Regions from separate parts of the Gasterosteus aculeatus genome. Here region 1 is linked to region 2. Evidence: chromatin contacts called from public Hi-C data. All regions are on one chromosome and are shown on one strand. Each heading gives the region's core, a stretch centred on a gene start, on an enhancer-like site or on the middle of the called end of the contact. The rest is flanking DNA. Distances are from core to core; before and after follow the strand shown. Region 1 holds the start of ufl1 (UFM1-specific ligase 1). Region 2 has its middle 34 kb from the start of map3k7.

Evidence for each region. Hi-C and Micro-C count contacts between places; a contact is called where the count stands out from the background.
Region 1: a contact with region 2 is called in a Hi-C map of tail fin, with 2.7 times the contacts expected there. The contact joins the promoter of ufl1 here to the enhancer-like site in region 2. A contact is called at or near these places in 3 of 6 Hi-C or Micro-C datasets (skeletal muscle and tail fin).

The regions. Positions count from the first base shown.
Region 1 is chr18:4,159,775-4,163,679 of fGasAcu3.hap1.1, reverse strand. ufl1 (UFM1-specific ligase 1) reads right to left here and starts at 2,032. Exons shown (of 19, transcript XM_040160928.2): 1 at 1,775-2,032; 2 at 1,416-1,561; 3 at 1,273-1,301; 4 at 1,039-1,136; 5 at 366-480; 6 at 74-204. The coding sequence starts at 1,851.
Region 2 is chr18:3,659,602-3,663,741 of fGasAcu3.hap1.1, reverse strand. No RefSeq gene overlaps it. Among protein-coding and RNA genes, the nearest start is that of map3k7, 34 kb to the right of the region's middle. Within about 2 kb of position 1,846, at least 1 of the 9 cell types and tissues checked has open chromatin away from gene starts, as enhancers often do.

The DNA of each region.
Region 1 (3,905 bases), core at 783-3,282, 500 kb before region 2:
TATAAACCAAATTGCCCCAAACTTTGTTGCACGTGTTGTTTGTGCGTGAGGCCCAATGTGTGAAATGTCTTACCTAGTGATAGCACTGAAGAGCCCACGGATTCTGGCTTTGTGACGAGCAACAAAAGCTGGAGTGAATATGATCCCCTTGTTGTGCTGGTCCAGTTCTCCCTGGATGAGCTTCCCGAGGCGCTTTGACAGCTCCTGAGAATGATCACAAAACATACATGCATTTATTCTATCATAGATTTATTTCAACATGTAAAAACCATTGATGACCATTGATGCTCGGGTTACTAATCAATACGTTTTTGCCTAATTCCTCTGATATGATAAACGCATGGAAGCTGCACACTGTGACTCACCTCAGATAAGAAATCTCCTGGGAGGTCGTAGTTTTTACAAAGTTCAGTGATGCTGATCAAACCGGCTTCTTGCAGCTTGTCGTTCACATTCTCAGCCAATCGGTTCAGGTACGTGCTACGGAAAAGAAAAAAGGAAGCAACATAGTTTGTTGCAAGTATACAAGTTGACCAGTTACTTTCCAGAGTATTAACGGCACAAGTCCTAATATTCCTTGAAACTCCTTTTTTATACATTTGAATCCTCATCATTCATGATCCTCATCATTCATTCATCATTCGTTTTGAATCCTCTATTTGTGTAATTTCCCTTTCATTTACGGTTATATTTTGAGCTTTGACACGCCATATTCTTTTGTTCCAAAATTTTTTTTGAGTCTATTGCTTTTTCTTTTCTTCAACTATGGAAATAATTCATCAATATCCACCACAAGAATTTCCTTCCGGATCACTAAATGTGTATCTTACATTATGCAAGACTTTAAATAAACATGTTCAAATAAAAAAATACCTTTAATTTCTAGCCATGGAACAAACGACATGTCTTTCAAACTTCACATCTTATAGAATCTATTTGCACATATTTTACTCCGCTTTATGGAGAGAAATATGGGCAAACTGACTCACATTGCCTTGAGGTTCAGCACTAGTGTGATTAAGGTATATTAATACTCACTCATCAATAAGTTGTCCCAGTAAAAGATGCACCCCTTTATCAGATTTGGCAATGTCCCCTGCTCTACTTTCAACATGGATCCAATCCACATTGATAATCTGAAAAGAAGGAGGGTACAGACCGAATTCTTTAAAAACCTTTAATATCACATTTTGAGAGAACATGTGTATATTCCTATCTATAGCTATATGATAGGAATATACACACGGGGCTCAAAGCAACTCTAAAACACACCTGCTGGAGATCCACGACGTTGATTCGGCCTGTGAAAGAGAACAACAGGCTGTATTCATTGTTATCTACAATTTACTATTATCTAGTTATTTCTCACAATTTCTGGAAGATGTGTTCCATTCAACTTTGAATGTGATGCTGACCTCCGTGCACGTAGAGTTCATCCCGGATCTCCCTGGTGATCTGTGCTGGAGTGATGTACTCCTTCCCATCAAGCGTGTGCACCACATCCAGCTTCTTGTCTTGGACCAGTTTCCCAATGATTTCAATGCAGTTCCTCTCCGATAGCCTGAAGAAAAGAGGTTCACGTTACTAAATTGTCACTAAGGCGGCTTCGCCCTCAAATTACAGACAATTGTGTTGGTTGTATTGTTGTTGTCATCGACAGGTGTAAAAAGAGAGGCGACAACTAGCTGGCTTAGCGGAGTTACTTCTAAAGGAAAGTTGCTAGCTCATATTAGCTTTGCTGCTAACAGCTGCTTAGGGCGAAAACTGCTCGTACCTTTGCACCGTGTCCGCAAACTGTGCTCTTTGGAAATCAGCAGCGAGTCTTCGGATTTCTTCCCAGTCAGCCGCCATCCTTAAAAGCTCAAGTGCTTGCGAAAGCAGTCAGCTGTCACTGGGTTTCCTCAACCATCCACAATCAGGGAGCAAGTTCCAGCTAACTGGCTAACGAGACAGCGCTCTGCTTAGCCACACGTCAACATTTACAGTGACGTATGACGGAGAGCCAAAAGGACCAAATCTCATCCACCCGAATCAAAGCGCGCAGAGCCAATGGTGTCCTATACTGTACTGCCACTCTGGGCACACAGATGCCGTTGAAACGAAGGAGTCCTTTCGAGGATCCAAGTACCCCAATGGGATGGGGCAGGTAGACGGAAGCAAGCGAGCAATTCAGGGCAGTGCTGATTTTTTTTTAATCCACATTTCAGCAACAAACCCTACATTCAGACCTTGTATTTCTATTAACAACATTCAAACAATTGGAGCAGAATATTGGCTGTGAATAAATAAGGAGGACATCGAATTTGAAATATGATACAATGAAAATAGTTGCATAAAAAGCATGTGTATACAAACATACAAGAAAAAATAGGGACTATAGAGTTACCATATTTATAGATATATAAATATATTTATAGAGTTTTTTTTCCGGATCCCATTTTCACCAGCTTCTTTCTGCGGTCAAAACCAATTCCATTTGACATTCCCAGACAGGGAAATATCTGGAAATCCCCTTCTTAAACTTAGCATTCCTGCCTTGCCAACAGAGTGAAACATGATATCAGAGCGAATGGAACTCAAGCTGCAGAGCAGGCCTGCTAACACTAGGGAGCAGTAGACCACAAGCAATTCCATTCCTTCCAGGACGCCTAACTGAAAGTGCTGTGTTGAACAAAGCACTCCATCATACCGGCAAAGACCCGGTAGGAGTGGAATACTGTAATTATATGTCATATGCATACTCACTGCAGGCTTGTATGTAATTAATTGCTAGTTAATTTTTCAAAAAGCACAATCTTGATGAGAAACTGTCCTTCTGTGTCTGCCGAAAGGTACTCACAACCATGGATTCTTTAATAACTTCTTTCAGAGGCCAACCCGTATAACCGTCCTCCATATGTGGTGCGTATATAGTGTGGTTGTAGTCGGATACTGTGTGACATACACACTTTCTATGAGAGTCAAGAAGAAAGAAATCAGCCTCGGGTAGTTTTAGAATGGGGAGAAAAGTTGTAAGTGGATTTGTTCAAACTTTAGGATATATTATGTGATCCTCTGCCTTCAAGCTCAGGTTTGAATGACCACTCAAGGTAAAGGAATATTATAAGATTAAAGTAACTCGTGGGAGGGGGGGTTTTGCTGGTTTCAAGGGAGAATGTGGGTGGGATACGCAGCGTTTCTGGAAGTGGAAAAAATGGAATATAGGAAGGTCCCGGCCCGACCCGTTTGACTAGTAGATTTTTATTATGTTTAAAAAACATAAACCTGGTCGGGTGGCGGCGTAAGGCTGGACGCACCTAAGTCAGATAGGATGGATGAATGTTTTACATTAAACATCTTGTTGTTTGTGGCTGTGTGGAAGTAAGCGTCCGTGTTTCGATGGCTACCAATGATGCCAGCACGATAGGACTGAATATGAGATTTGTTGTACATTAATATAAAAGTAAACAATGAAATCTACCACCACACGAAAAATATACACTTTTCTAGTCTGCTGCAGTTCTCTGAAGCAGCTGAGAGGGAAATTATTTTCCTTTATGACAGAAATGGAATTAATCTTTTATTAGCTTTATTACGTTTTACACTCTGCAATTCTAACATGAGGATGGTGGGGATTGCTGATGTTTACCTTTATCACTGACAAAAGTTATGAACAATTTAAAATAGAACTGCTCAGGGATTAGTCATGTATATGACAGATCAGCCACTTTTAATTAGGTTTCATGTTTTTTATCAACTGTTAGTGTTTTGTAAATGTTTTCCTGTTGTTGTGTGTTTGTTTAAAGGGCAATCCAAGGAAATGCATTGTTAAACTTGTTCAACCTCTGTGTTTCTGAATAATGTATATAGAATATATATATATATATATATATATATATATATATATATATATATATATATATATA
Region 2 (4,140 bases), core at 597-3,096:
CATTTTTGGTCTGAGCCGAGTCTTTTTTCTCACAATATGAAACAGAATCTGTGTATACGACAAAAAGTATTGTTACTGTGTGTGTGCAGTGTTCATTGGAACTACCATGTATTCGTATCCCTTTATGGAATTTGACTTTGGTAGCATGTGCTCTCAATATACGTACACACACAATACTTACAATAACAAGAATATACAAAAACAATTAAGAGTAAAACGATTTATAAAAATACAAAACAGTGAGAATGGAATCAAGGTGCCGTCTGTTCGTCAGAGAAATGGCCGGTGGAAAGAAACTAATTTGTTCACATTTATCCTTAAATTGTCATCTAAAACCTTACATTTTGTTTCTTTTCTGTTATTTCCTGTTAATGCATTATATGAAGTTTGTAAAGTGCTTAAAATTGACTCATCAGGGTTTTTACCTCAGAGGTTTAGTCCCTCACTTTTGGCAAAGAAAACAACAGAAAATTTGGAAGGGCAAAGCTGTTTTGATAAATGATGTGAAATAATTCAGAAGACTTGAGAGGCTTTCGTCCTACCAAAAAGGAAAAATTAGTTAATTCATGAGTTCTTCTAAAAGAAGTTGGCCATGTGTAGCACTCTTCAGCAAGATATACTTAAAACATTTACCGTATCTTTAGAATTAAATTGGCAACAGAAAATTAAAAGTGTTTTTTGCATCAATTAATAGAATACTGTCTAATGAAGGCTCCATTGAAGGCACAAAGGCAGATGATAGCAAATACAGTGCTTGTGAATGTACTAATAGACTCTGAGGACTGCTTTGAAGGTTGCAATCTAAATCGGCAAGGCAATATAGCTGAGTTAACGTGTCTCCTCAAATTCGCTTTATGATCTCTGCTCGCTGCTGTTTTTCATCTAACTTTTCACAACAAAATTACTAGACAAATACACTGTGCCACGGGAAGGAGAGTCATCAACCTCGCATTGAAAAATACTTGAAACTGGGTATTGAGACTAGAAACTAAGCTACTTTAAGATGTTTAAATAGAGTAAGAAGTAGGAGAAGTAGGATCCTACATGTTATACAATATAATGTCTTCGGGGTGGTCCTGAAGAGTTGAGGATTAAACTGAGCCCAGCAGCTCAAAGATTCTTGGTTTCAGGCCCTTGTTCGGACAGAGAGTATATGTGGCAACATGATACATGATCTTTCTCTTTTTTTCTAACAATCACTTCTGTCAATTTCACTTTCTGGCCAGCCAGTGTGCCCCATGCAGTCAAGATTCTCCTGGCAATTATTTACGTTCTCGATAAAACTGGTTTGTAGAGGCTGGACTGTGTGGAAAAGCCACAGCAGGCTCTCCAGTATTCTGGCGTCCTAATGAGAGCCACTTGTCAAGGTCACACCACAGTCTGTTATTAATTTGGCCCCGACAAGGACTTCCTCGCGTTCTTCCCATCATCTCTCATTGAAACAACTCAATCTCTTGCCATTTGTGTTTACAGAAATCAGCAGCATCAGTCGCCTGCAGACAGCCAATTGAATATTTCCCCCCCCCCTGCATCTTTTCAAATGACCATGCAATGCCACCGCTGTTGCTCTGATCTGATCAGGAGGATATTTCTTAGAGGCCGTTAATGGGGACAACAGTGCTTGCAGATGAGATTGCCTCATCACATTTAGGCTCCAGTCTGCACTACCTTGTATTAACAACACCAAACACACTATTTTGTACTCTATTGCCACAGAGTATATAATGAAGGTGCAAAGCTCATACTCTAAAATGATGACTGTTGACATTTGAAACATTTATACAAATATATGTATATATCTTTGTACAACCTTTTCATATGTGCATGCACGAGTGTTTCAGATAGATACGTATAAATGTTTCACTTGTATGCATGTAAGCATTTCAAATGCATGTGTAGTAGCTTGTATAAGTATATATAAGTATATATGCATGCTTTTGTTTCACATGTGTTTCAGACGAGTATGTATAATGTTTTATATATGCGTGTGCATAGTATGAATGTATGTGTGAGTATTTCAGTAGTGAGTGTGAGGACATTTCAATAGTCAATGTGAGAGGGTTTCATTAGTGTGTGTGAGAGTGTCTCACACCCAATGGCCTACATACTTTCAAATCACAGTGAACTCAGTGAACGATGACTGCCCGCCATCGTCGACGGATGATGGTGTCGTTCAAGCGGCCCACCTAACTTCAAGATCCTAATGTAAATAGTTTAAGCTGTAAGAAGTCTGACTCACTGGCCATAGACTTCATATTACCGTTAAAAACATTCTGCTTAATTAGTGACATAATAGTTTTCTCCTTTACTTGTGCGATCCCATTATAATAATCAGAATCTCTGCTGACTGTCACAACCAACACAGATACTTTGCACATTGATTCTCCCTGACATCCTGGGAGGGAGTGCGGAGGGACAAGACAGAGGCAAGTTCTTCCAGGTATGTGTGTGTGTGACTGCACAAAATGAGTTCTCCCTTCACCTCAGAGGAGGCATCCAAAGCTCTTTTAGGAAGAGGATTTCGGTAGAAGACATTGAAGAGGCAGGGAAAGTTCATGCACTCGACACCGCTCAGTTGTGTTGTGAATTATGCAGTGTGGAGGCATTAGGGCTGAATTATTCACCTGGCCAAGGGGAGCCTATGGAGAGACATCACAGGCAGTCCGAAAGAACAGAGAGCCTGTTTTCCCTCATTTCCTACAGGAGAATTATCTGATGGGAGCTTTCTGGGCAGCTCCTCATCTATAACACGGGTGATATGAACATGTTACTCATGTAGGAGGCGGCGCTCACTGTCATTCAAACCCAGCGGAAGCTCCAGGGCGTTTTACTTACTGGTCAAGCTGCAGTTGTTTATTACACTTTAGTTTCATTAAATCTTTACTCATGGAAGAAAATGACCATTTTTACCAGCTTGTCTTTGACTAAGGCTCAGATCTACTGGCAGAATATTGTACTCGCTGCGTTTGGGCATTTATGAGTGTCAACATTTTTAAAAAGGCAGCGACACGTTGTGGGCAAACATCCAACTAAGAAAAAAATGTTTCTGAAAAACACAATGTTAGCAACGCAAAATTCCAACCGGACAATGTCAAAATGAGGGTGAATCTGTTGGTGGTCGTCCATAAATATCTGCAGAGCAACATCTAAGGTGGTTGATTACATCTTCTTCTGAGTGAATTTAGAACAGACCTGTAGAATGTCCCTTTTAAAAATGTTTACAAAAACTACTGATTTGTGTTAGCTTTGCAAATTGCCCGGGCAGTTAATTAATTAAAATAAATTGATTGGTTTGTACTATTGAAAGATTCACCCAGACAAGGGGGCGGTGTAAACACTAGTTTGTATTGTTTATTGATTTACCATTTGGACCCTCTGGAGACAAATCTGCTCCTACTTGTTTTTCTTACAATGTGTGGCACTGCTTCACAACAGAAGACAACGCCAAAGCTCCATATCATGGCTGCGTGTCCACAGACCATCTTCACTCACCCAGTTGTTGATGACGTTTAATTATAATGATTTTGCATGCGTACATGTGGTAAATTAGGCCGGACGGAATTGGAATGATCGAATGTTACTATCTTAAACAAAATCACGACAAGTGATAAATGATACCCTTATTTAGCACTAGTTGCTTTCACACAATTTTGTTGCCTGTGTGTAGTAATCAGGTGAAGTGTGAAATGCACTAAAGACTCTCACGGGAATATGAACTAATGAGTACCTACAATCAACAGAAAACACATTTCCTCCTGCCACCAGCCCTGAAATATCTTACCACTTTAAAATGAAAGCTCAGCCAAGTGCCATTTCGGGGTGACTTTTACTTTGTTTACGAAACAGTTTCAATAGCTTTTTCTATTTCTTTTTTACTGCGTGACAGAAAGAGGAAGAAAGGGTTTGACAATGGCAGATTAAAAGATGAATAAAGGGAATAGATAACAGCGGGAACAATACTGAACAGATGTACCGTACATGAGATGTTGGTAAGACAAGGCGATACAAAAGAGCAAATAAGCCTGGGGCACACTGGAAAAGATGAAAAATGATCAGTATCAACAGGAAAAACATATGAAAATGAACCACCAATCAGTTCTTTCTCCCAACTCATCAAATATCGACGCAGGAACCCTGTAG